2 separate regions of the Anas platyrhynchos genome follow, and region 2 is linked to region 1. The links are chromatin contacts, called in public Hi-C maps. All regions are on one chromosome and are shown on one strand. Each heading gives the region's core, a stretch centred on a gene start, on an enhancer-like site or on the middle of the called end of the contact. The rest is flanking DNA. Distances are from core to core; before and after follow the strand shown. Region 1 holds the start of ASB7 (ankyrin repeat and SOCS box containing 7). Region 2 holds the start of CHSY1 (chondroitin sulfate synthase 1).

Region 1 (5,672 bases), core at 1,623-4,122:
TACCCATTTCCTTTAAGGGTAGAGAATTCACATTAAGGAAAACCAAAAACAAAGTAGATATATAGCCTGAAGATAATTAAAAAACAAACAAACAGCACACTGGATGCGTGTTTCTAAGGGGACAGCTATACTTGCAACGTGCTGCATTCCTTCCAGAGCTTGAGAGGAGGGCTTCAGCACACCATTTATCTCCGTATCTTGTTTTGACCGCGTGTAAATTTCTGCCAGCAGCTAATTCCCCGATTCCTGTGAATCCAGTTCCAGCCTCTACATCTGGATCACACTTCACTGCATCGGCATTCCACATTAGGAAGGAGCTTCACAAATCACAGACACAGTCCCCAAAGATCTCATGGCTTATCAGCACCAAGATGTTCTGCTGGAGAAGCGATGTTAACGCAAGGCCCACGTTAGACCCACGGGATGGGCTGCAAAGAGGTTGTTAGGACAATGCAACTTTACAAAGCAGGTGTGCCATAACTGCACTGCAAAGTTCGTATTAATGCGCATCTGTCCCACCAATTAGCATAAAAGCCCCTCCTGCAATCACACGGGGCACGTCCACGTGTCCCAGCAATATGTATATGACTTTGCAGCATTCTAGCGAAATGACACAGATAATTTCTTTACTACTTTCAGCAAATATCTCAGAACTTGTGGTACTGAGGAATTTTCTATTTAATCTGCTAACAGCTACTCCTCAACACACGATGAGGACACACACACCAGAACACAGATCCACCCCTGACCAAAGCCACAGGTACGGCTTTTTCCCCCTGCAACTAACGCTGAGAAATAATTTATTGCTGACAGCGCAAAAACGTTCTGGTGCAGTCAACGACGTCTCTGACAACACGACAAAGACCGGTGGGACCACACTGAGGATATTTGCCAAAACAACACAACCTCATCTACTTTTGAAACAGATTAGGATGGAGTCAATACAGACTTGGCATTAAAGGAACAGGCAGAAACGCCATTATTTGGAGCACAGCAACAGCAGGACACAGAAAAAGGCTGACTGCTATCAACAAGCCCCCCCCAACGCTCTTTCCTTCTAGAGCTCATCTCTTTATCTCCTTGCCATGTAAAACAAGCACTTCTCCCTAGGAACTGTTCTCGCTCTGAACCCCAACCGTCCTCCTCTTACCAGCAGGGCTCAGTTTTTGATGACTCCTTTCATTTTTTTTTTCCTTCAGCATCTAACAGCATTATCTTCTCCTGTGATCTCAGCCCACAAGGTACTCGTAAACAAACGCCATCCAATTAAACGCGCGGCGATTTTCGCAACTCAGTTAAAATACAAAAAAAAAAAAAAGCCTGACCCACGCAAAACTTCGGTACAACTGAACCAACCAAATGCAATTACCATGACCTGCTCCAGTAACGATTTTAGAATCAGAGCAGAAACAAGTCAGGTAAGTTAGTGAACAGACTGAAAGAGCCAACCCTTTTCGCTACCCAGAGCGAAATCGTTTAAAAATGACGCTCCTGAGATGAAGAGACCCAAAAAACGTTAAGCAGCAGCTCAAGATCAAAATATCATTTGCAGGTTAAATTTAGAAAATGACAAACTTACAAAAAGAAAAGAGGAAGAGTGCTTCAAACGGGCCTCGGAGCTTTCAAACTTCTGAAGCTCAATAGCAAGCAGGTTTTGAGAGAACAAAGGCATTTAATGCTACCTATTCAGATCCGTGGAAAAACACTTACAACGAGAGGCCCCAAACCCAGGCAAACCGTGCGTCTCGGACGATTCTGAGAAGTCTACATGAATTATCACCTTTCTGGGGATTTTTTGCGCGCCGTTTTCTCTCTTCTGTCTTATTTTGCTCTTTGGAGTCACGATTCTTATTTCTCCTTTAAGGCAGCTTAAACCTAAAAAAGAAATAAATAAAAGCCGACCTGAGCCAGGCAATGACAGGAGAGAGACCGAGACCAAGGCGACACCAGGTTGAAACAGGAAGAGCCTGCGAGGATTAGGAAGGAACGGGTGTGTTACCGGGGTCGGGACGGCAGCTTGGGGAGAAGGAAGGGCACTGAGTGGGGACACCGGGTGGGGGGGGGGGTGCAGGACCCTAAGTGCCCGGCAAGGTCTGAGGCAGGAAGATGCTGGTGGAGAGGGTCTGAGGGGGGTGGTGTATCTGGGAGGGGGGTGTTTGGGAAGGGAGGTTGTGGGGAAGGAGAGGGGGGGTCTGGTTAAGGGATGTTGGGAAGGGGGGGTCCCCGGTAAGGGGGGTGCTTGGGAAGGGGGGAGTCCCTGGGAAAGGGGGGGTCCCCGGGAAAGAACGGGTATTTGGGGGGGGGGAGCGATCCGGGAATGGGGTCCCTGAGAGGGGGGGGGGTCTGGGAAAAGGGGTATCCGGGGGATCCTGGAGGGGGGGACCCCCAATAAGGGGGGGTCCCCATGAAAGGGGAGATCGGGGACAGGGTATCTCCGGGCAGAGCGGTTCCGGGAAGACGGTCCCGGGGACAAGAGGGGGGGGGTCCTCAGGAACTGGGGGGGGTTCCCAGCACCCTGCCCCCTCCCCCCATAACCACAGGGCCCTGACGGCGCTGCCCAGCCCCCCCGGGGGCTCAGCGGAGCAGCACAGGCCCCGCCGCCCCCCCCTTCCCTGAGGCAGCGGCGCCCCCACACGGCCCGGGGGAGGCCGAAAAGGCCCGGGCCGAGGCTGAGGCGAGGGGGGGGGAAGAAGAAGAGGCAAGAAGGGGGGCGGCCGGGACGCCGCCCGCGGCCGTTACCTGCCTGCCGCCGCCGAGGCGGGCACCCGGCGAGCTCCGTGAGGCGGCGGCGCTGAGGGGAGAGGGGGGAGGAGAGGGGAGGGGGGAGGGGGAGGGGGGGGGAGCGGCGGGGCCGGGGGGAGGCGGCGGGGCCGGGGCCGGGGCCGGCCGCGGGCGGGGGCCGAGCGGAGCGGGGCCACTGCGCGCCGGGGTCAGCGGGCTGGGACTGACCCCCGGCTCCGCCAATCAGAAGGCGCCGCGCTGGGCCCGCCCCCGCCCGCCGCGTTTGATTGGTTGGCGGGCTGACGGAGGCTCCGCCCCCTTTTTTCCCCCCCTCTCCCTCCTCCTCCGCTGCCCTCCCCTTGCCGTAAAGGAGGGAGGGAGGGGGGGGAGGGGGGAGGGCTTTGCGACAAGAGCAAGGGGGGCGGCCGCGGACGTTCGCGCGGTTTGGGTGAGGAGGTTTGGGCCTTGCCGCGACCCGTCCGGGTGTTTGGGGAGGGGGGGGTGAGTCGCGGTGGTTACCTGGCAACGGTTGCCTAGCAGCGGGGAGGGGCGGGGCGGGAACCCCCGTGCGCGGGGCGGCCTGGGGGTGACTAAGCGGGGCCGCGGGCTGCCGGGAGGGGGGGGGGGAGGGAGAGGAGAGAGGGGGCGGGGCTTGGGGGTGGGCGGGGCTTAGGGGGGGCGGGGCTTGGTGAGGGGCTGAGGCGGGCGGGGGCTGGGGGCTGAGGGCTGAGGGCTGAGGGCTGAGGGAAGGGGGGGGGGGGGGGGGGCAGCAGCCGTTGGCGGCCTCTGTGAGGAAATTTTATTATTTAGAGGGGTTTGTGGTGGTCCAGCTGAAGTCATGAAAGTAATAGATAGCAAAGTGGTTTTTTCTCTATAGCTTTCCTGTCTGTCGCCTGATTTGTCTATACAGGAGGTCTTTAGAAGCACTTCCTGATGTTTATGCAAGAGACTGGCACTGTGGGGCCTTATCGTAATTAGTTTTTAGATGCTGTCTAAATAACGAATAAATAATACAAGTAAGGGTTGGAATTTGTCGTTTTTTTATGGCTACGATAGCTCTGTGCTCGTCAGCGTTGAGCTCTCCACCGTGCTTTCTGTCAGAACCAAATCTAGGCACTCTCTGACGTTTTCTCCCATCTTCAGGTGTTTTTGTAAAGAGCTCCGCAAATTAATGGTTTTCATATTGATGTCACGGTAGGATCAAGGAGAGCACAGCCAATATCATGTGGCGAAGGTAAAATTTCACAGCGCACGTCCCAGCAAAGTTCCAAGTCCCTCTCGCCTTTAACAGCCTTGCAGTATTTTATGAATTTGTGCACGAAAGATCTGTTCATTTACCATGAAGGGTGATAATTTGGGTTGATTTTGGACGCAGAAGTAAATGTGTTGAGATAATTTTACTTTATTAGATGTTCGTTTAGGAAGAAATAAAACTCAAGGATGGGAACAATAGCTATATAAAATATTCAGAGTGGTTTCTGAAGAAATTTTATGAGGTTTCACGCCATAAATTTTTATCTTGAGGAGAATTCCAAGTAGATTCTGCAGATGAAGGAGTTTGTATGAAGCACAAAGTCTGCTTTTAAAATCTAAAATGTGGAATATGGGAAAGGGGTGGGGAAAGGGTTCTTAGGTCTGCTGTGGATGAGGTGAGGGACACTTTGGAGCTGTCCGGACAGCCGTTGCTGAATATCTCTTCCAAAATACCCCACCAGAGGGAACTGCAGATGACTCCCTGCAATGCAGGCATCTGGTGATTTTCAAATTTTAGGTTTGAATTTACAGCAAAGGAAAGACTGCCGCTTGTGGCAGTAGTTAGCAGTCTGCGTGGCATGTCCTGCTCTACCACCACTACTTTGTAGCTTTGGGAAGTCATTTCTTCAATGCGTACTTCAGCTGTAGTTTAAAAAAAAGAAAAAAGATCAGAATCACTTTGTGTACAAAGCAAGGTGTAATTGTCAATGTTTAGTAATTCTAAAAACCTACAAAGATTAGAACTTAGAAAATTAATCACCTTTCGAATACTGAATTTTGTAGTTTCTATGTTTTCTAATATTCTCCTAAAAACCAGTAACTTATTTTTGGTGTGATGATAATTTTTGGTATAACTGAAAACATAGATGGGAAGATATTTCCGATCTTTTATCAGTTAAGAGGCCGAGCTGTTTTCTTCCTCTGGTGAGAAGTGGGAAGCATAATATTTAAGCAAAAGCCAGCTAGAGACAGGTGGCTTTCAGCAGCCTACCTGGCTGACTGTGCCAGATTTAGAGAGGGAGTCCCAAAAGCAAATTCCAATAAAGAAAATAAATCCCTCTCCTAAATTCACAGCAGATAAAAGGTAATGAGTTTCTTTTATTAAAGGGGCTCTGCTTAGATAACATGTTAAAAGTGATACAGACTAATATCACTCTCAATATAAATGAAAAAGAAACCCTGGTGTTCTTAAGTATATCTGTTTTGTTTTCTGGGAAGATCTGATACCTGCCTTGCTTGCATAATGACTAGAAATTTGCAGATGCTTAGCTGCGCAGGCTTTGAAGAGGGATTTGAATTCTTAATAGCCTTTCTTTTAAAGCTGTACTGAATGTTCCAGTGTAGTGATTTTAAGAAATGTTCCATTGACTTTGTGATAAAGATTTTTTAAAAAATCTTTTCTGAGTGTGGTTAAATACTTTTATTGGCTCCCAAGGCCTTTTACACTTTAAGTAAATTTTTGTTTTGAACTTTTCAGCCACTGTGCCCTTGAGACCAGTCTTCTGGTCACAGGATCAACCAGAAGAGTTTATCCTTTGCATTATCTAAGAGCCAGGTTTGGGTTACAAGATTTATGTGCTCAGAATAAGAATTCTGCACATTTAGAGGTAAATGAATTCTGTGGTCCTCCTTACAAAATTAGGAGCTTGGTTCTCCCCTGGTGTATATTCACACTGCTTACCTTGAGCCTATGTGCA
Region 2 (5,672 bases), core at 1,482-3,981, 280 kb before region 1:
GTTCCTGCTCACGGACTTGCCACATCTTCTTTTGGAAAGGAGGAAAGGCCTCCTTAGTTTAGTTTCAACATCTGTCGGCTTGCTGAGTTTTAGGACCCGATATTCGGGCTTATTTGGGGAGAGGGGAGGAGCAGCGTTTGGGGAGGCCCCTCACCAAAAAAAGCTTTTGAAAGTAAAGGAGCCGGAGTGGCACAGGCTGAGGGGAAAGGGATCAGGGAAACAGCAGAAATAACAATAATCCTGAGAGGCAGAAGGGGATTGCAGTAGTGGGGACAGAGTGGGGATTTGGGGATTTCCCCCTGTGCAAGGGAAGCACTGCCCAGCACAAAGGGGTTTCGTGGTATAACTCGTTTGGGATCATTTTAACAGAAATGGACTGAGGTGGATGCTGGGTCCCACTCCCTGATCCCAAAATGAAGTTTCCAGGTGAACAACTCTGTGCTGGCTTTGTCGGAGCAAAAGCAAAGCTCCCGGCAAGCCCCAGCCCGCGGGGCTCTGTGCCGGTGGCAGTGGTGGCAGCGCAGCCCTGCTCCAAGTGGCACGAGGATGCTTGACGAGCCTTTGAGGAGCCCTTCTGGGGGATCTTCACCACTCTTATCTGCCTGGCAGCAATGCAGGACTGGTGGGAAACTGCAAAGGTTTGCTGCACCCAGGCTAGTGCTGCATTTTTAACCCTTTCCCCGCGTTCTGCGACTCTGGAAGGCAAACCGTGTCAGCCTCAGAAACCCCTCCTGCCTTTGGGCTGGTGTTCGCCAGGCAGTGCTTCTCCTCCTCTCCTTCCCCAGTTTTTCTCTGCCTCCCGTCTCTTCCTGTCTGGCCCTTTTTTCACTCTCCCTGCCTTCTGCCTTTTAGTTCTTGTCTGTTTCTTCCTCTTCCTATAAACGTACATCTCACGCGATCCTGCTGCGCTCTGCCTGTTGGCAACCGAAAGGAGACCTCCTGCTCCTTTCTGTTTGCTTGCTTGCATTTCTTCTCCGCTTCTATTTCTGTTTTATTTTTGTTTAACGCCATCAATTGTCATGGCACTCAGGTAATTCATTGCTCCTGACATCGCCAGAGTTCATCGGTGCTGACCTCAGTATCAGCCTTGCGACGTCAGAGCGCCAATAAAACCATGCAGAAGCGTTTTTTTTCAAGACACATCAGCATTTATTAAACCATCGGATTGCAGTATTACCTGACGCTTCCCAGAAATGTGACACGCTATAGGAAGATTGTAAAAATCCACCGTATGTGCCCAGCTTGGTGTCACTGAAGGCTGGCACAGTGGTTTCTTTCACAACGGCCCTTGCTCAATAACAGACTTTCTGAGCTTGCCATGGATGAGACCATGACATAAAGAAATGGTAAAAGATGCAAAGGGAAAGGCTGGCAACGGGAGATGCAGAACTGCAGGGGAAGTGGAAGGAACCACGCCGATAAGTGGATGGTCAGTGGGCTGGGCCAGCTGCGTTTGTTCTGCGAAGACTGCAGGCTTTTTTTGCTTGAAAATGTCAAGGGTTTGGGGCTGTTTGAAGCCGAAGCACTCTGCAGATGAAACGCACGTGGGGAGTTAGTGCAGCCAGATTAAAGAGAAGCACTTCACCCTGCCTTCCCTCTGCCGAGCAGTCCTTACGGCCTTAGGATGGAAACAGCCTGACCTATTTCTGCTAGCTTTAATTAGCAAGGTGGGAAAAGAGAACTGCCCCGGCCTTCTCTTCCCAGGCAGATGAACAACATGGCACAGGGTGAAGCCAGGGCTGGGGCCCCACACACGGCCAGGGGACGACACCAAGGGCCTGGCTGTGGGACGGGGCCGCGTGGCTGTGTCCCAGGGGTGTTTTGTGGTGTGGGGATAACGAGCTACCTGTGCTCAATCCATCAGGGTGCAGAAGGGGCAATGGAGCATTCCTGTCCCTGGCTGTCCTGCTGAAGTGTCAGCCCCAGCACTCCCCTCCCTGAGCACCCACAGTGCCACCTCAGCCACAGCACTCCCTGGGGTCCCATTCTTCTCTTTTACCTCACAGCTCCCACCCCACAACCAAAAAAAACCCAAATCCCCACAACCCATCCCCTACTGCCCCCGGGGCTCCTCACATCCCGGGGTCTCCACACCCCCCAGCTTCCCATCTCTCTCTTTTACCTCCCAGCTCCCACCCCACACCCAAAAACCCCCCGAACCCCCCCCCAAATCCCCACAGCCCCCCCACCCCGGGGTCTCTGCACCCCCCAGCTTCCCATCCCTGTCTTTTACCTCACAACTCCCACCCCACACCCCAAAAAAACCCCAAAACCCCCCCAAATCCCCACAACCCAACCCTTGCTGCACCCGGAGCTCCTTGTATCTCGGGGCTGCTCACCCTCTAGGTTCCCATTCCTCCCTTTTACCTCACAACTCCCACCCCACACCCCAAAAACCCCCCAAATCCCCACAGCCCACCCCTTGCTGCCCCTACAGCTCCTCACCCCCGGGTTCTCCGCACCCCCCGGGGTCCCATCCTTCTCTTTTACCTCACAGCTCCCACCCCACACCCAAAACCCCCCAAATCCCCACTACCCATTCCTTGGTGCCCCCACAGCCCCCACCCCGGGGGTCTCCGCTCCCCCCTTTCCCTCCCCCATCCCCTCAGCGGGAGGGGGGGGGCTGGCTGCGGGCGTCCCCCCTCCACCCCGGGCGGAGCCAGCGGCCGCGGGGCCGCACACGGCGCCTGTGCCGAGGGGCAGGACCGGGGCCGGGAGGGGAGGGGATGATGGAGGGGAGGCGGGCGCCCCCTTCCCTCCGCTTCCCGTCCCTTCCCCTTCCCCCCATGGCGGCGCTGGGCGACTCGGCGCGGCTGGCGGCGGCGGCGGTGGCCGAGGAGGAGGAGGAGGAGGAGGCGGTGGAGGCTGTGGTGGCGGAGGGGCTGTGAGGAGAGCCGCCCCCCCCCCCACCACCACCACGCTCGGCTCCGGGGTCGCTTGGAGCCGGGCTGTGGGGGCATGGCGGGCCGCGGCCGCCGCGCCTGGCTCAGCGTCCTCTTGGGGCTGGTGCTGGGCTTCGTGCTCGCCTCTCGGCTCGTCCTGCCCCGAGCCTCCGAGCTGGCTGCGGCGGCTCGGCCCCGCCGTGCCCGCCCGCTGGGCTGCCGCCCGCCGCCCCCTCCCCTCGCCGCTGCCGCCGCCGCCGCCGTCGCTGCCGCCTCCCAGCCTCGCCGCCCCGGCCCGCAGGCTCGGAGCTTTCTCTTCGTGGGGGTGATGACGGCGCAGAAGTACCTGAGGAGCCGCGCCGTGGCTGCCCACCGGTGAGGAGAGGGGACGAAGTGGGGGAGGTTTTGGGAAAAGGGGCTCCCCCCCCCCCCCCACCGCCATCACCACCTTGGGATGGGGCGCACTGAGGATGGATGGACGGACAGGCGTGTTGTTGAGGGGTGGCTCCGTTTTTGGTCTCGGGGGACCGTGGTGGTGGTCGCTGAGGGGTTTGGGGATGGCCAAACCCTCGCCTCGCTGTGCCCGGCACGGGCAAAGAGCTGCCGCCCTCCCCTTCCCAAATGGGGAGCTGTGGAAGCGCACACAAGGCCGGCTGCCCTTCCCAAAAAGACCTATTGCTTCTTCCCTCCCGAAGGCAGCAATCTCCCATTCCGAAACCAGCCACAATAATACATAACAGGCTCAAAAATAAAAGTTTGGGGGCTGCCGGATAGGGAGCTGGATAAAAAATCCCCCCACAACCCCGCGTCCAGGCGAGGAGATGGAGCCCCAGCAAACTGCGCCTGGGAACAAAGGGGGAAGCCGCTCGCTGCCTCCGCTCGCAGCTGTGCCAGGTGGAGCCGGCTCAGGAACCCTCTCCTGGTGGCCGTGCTGGGGTTAGGGAATGATTTGTGCCCTGGACGGTGTGCCTCAGACCCCGGTGATGGAGGTGATGGTGTAGGGACGGGGCTTCAGCCCTCAGCCTCAGCGCCTGGCGTGCCGGAGACGTGGCCCTGCCGAAATAACGCCCCTCGCTCCGGGAGGCCGGAGGAGTTGGGAGCTGAAAATGTCAGCCCGGCTCCGAGCAGGCCACAGGGGCTGCGGGGTGGGTCTTGGCCTCCTAAAACATCCCCTCGGTGCCTGTGCTGGAGGAAAGGTTTCTCCATCGCCTCCCTGCCCCGCTGGGCAACGCGTGGCCCCGCTGGCCGGGCAGGGCGCGATGGACGGGGGCTGTCTCCTCCTGGGAAGGGGCAGCTCTTGGTATCAGCACCAAAACTCCGCCAAATTGCTTAATTTGGGCAATCCGCAGCGTATTGTGCACCAAAGAGGGCCGTAATGGAGACTTAATGCCTTCTTTCGGCAGCAGACCCGTAATTAAGTTACAGAGGGCGTGTGACGGATCCTTTGAAAGGGGTGAAGGAATGCGTTTCTTCAGGGTTCTGTCTTTTTCTTCCCCGTGTGGGATGGAGCGCTTTGGATTGCAAATCCCACGAGGAGCCCTGCGATGCCCATTTACATCGGGGAAGGCTGGAGTCACGCTGGGACATCCCCTACCAGGTCCTGTGGCAGAGCCAGCGGTCTAGCAGCCACCCGATTTTGGGGCAGGAATCCCCAAAAGGACGGTGATCGCGGCATTGTCCGGAGACGGGTGTTAGTCCTGGATGTTTTCCCGTGCTGGTGCGGGAAGGGCTCTCCCACCTGGATTTGCCTGTGCTTGCAGGAGAGCTCGGAGCCAGATCTGCAGCGTCTGTGCACGAATAAAACAGTTAAAGATGCAGCTTGGCGGGTCGGGCTCCTTCAGCCCCGGGAAGGAGGGCTGAGCATCACTTTTTATTGTGCTTCTCTTTTTGGTTTAACCTCCAGAGGGGCTGTCAGCTCTGGGAAGGGCCGAATGGGGAGAGCTGGGAGCGTTGCGGTAGGGCTGAGGGCGTTTTTCTCCCCGCTGCTGGCAAAAGAAACGAGCTAATGTCCTGGTGACAGGAAGGCATCTTCGGGGGAAGGTGGGGAGGGGGAAGAGGAAGACGAACCTGAAATCCTAAATGGCTTTTGATTGCCATGAAGCGCTGGGGCAGACAATCGCTGGGATTACCACACTGACAAAGCATCCTGGGGAGCTGAATCGCTGGCACAGCGAGCCAAACGGGAAGCTGCTCGCAAGGCTTTCCCGGGGTGGCAGCGTGTGCAGGGCCTTGATACCGCTGAAAGGAATTAGGGATTCAGGGGCTGAATGCCTCCGCGCTGCCGCGGCTCAAAGGCCATTGACGGGCAGAGCTAAAAGGGGCTGGAGCGGAAAGCATTCGCTGCTCCTCGCTGCTGTGAATCCCGATAGGGTCTAACAAGAGGGGAAGCAATCCACTTCCTGAACATCAATCACGAGCCAAATGACCACTGCAAGGCAAAGCGGGCCCGCTGGATTTCCAGGAGCCGCCGGCCCTTTGAAACAGTCGGGCTTTTGTGCTCTGCGAGGCAGAGAAATAAGCTTCAGATCTCCAGGTTTTGGTGTTTTTTTTTTTTTCTTTTTTTGCAGGGCGGATTCGTAGCTTCGGTGATTGCATCTGACAGCCAGGTTAGAGGAGCTTCCCTTCGAGCAGGCCGGCAAAATGCGGCCTCAGAAACAGCAGTGTCACATCAAAGGGCGTGAAATAGCCAGGAAAAGAGCAGTGCAGGAAGGAGTTAAAGGACGGCCGGGGTTCAGGGAAAGTGCAGCACTGCGTGCTAATGGCTTTGCAGTTGAGGGGAGTTGTCCTGAA

Evidence for each region. Hi-C and Micro-C count contacts between places; a contact is called where the count stands out from the background.
Region 2: a Hi-C map of subcutaneous adipose tissue shows a contact between it and region 1, with 2.9 times the contacts expected there. The contact joins the promoter of CHSY1 here to the promoter of ASB7 in region 1. A contact is called at or near these places in 3 of 8 Hi-C or Micro-C datasets (liver, skeletal muscle and subcutaneous adipose tissue).

The regions. Positions count from the first base shown.
Region 1 is chr11:21,776,067-21,781,738 of IASCAAS_PekinDuck_T2T, reverse strand. ASB7 (ankyrin repeat and SOCS box containing 7) reads right to left here and starts at 2,872. Exons shown (of 6, transcript XM_027465765.3): 1 at 2,740-2,872; 2 at 1,711-1,875. LINS1 (lines homolog 1) reads left to right here and starts at 3,010. Exons shown (of 10, transcript XM_038184955.2): 1 at 3,010-3,169.
Region 2 is chr11:22,055,529-22,061,200 of IASCAAS_PekinDuck_T2T, reverse strand. It overlaps CHSY1 (chondroitin sulfate synthase 1), which reads left to right and starts at 2,731. Exons shown (of 3, transcript XM_038184984.2): 1 at 2,731-3,257. The coding sequence starts at 2,959.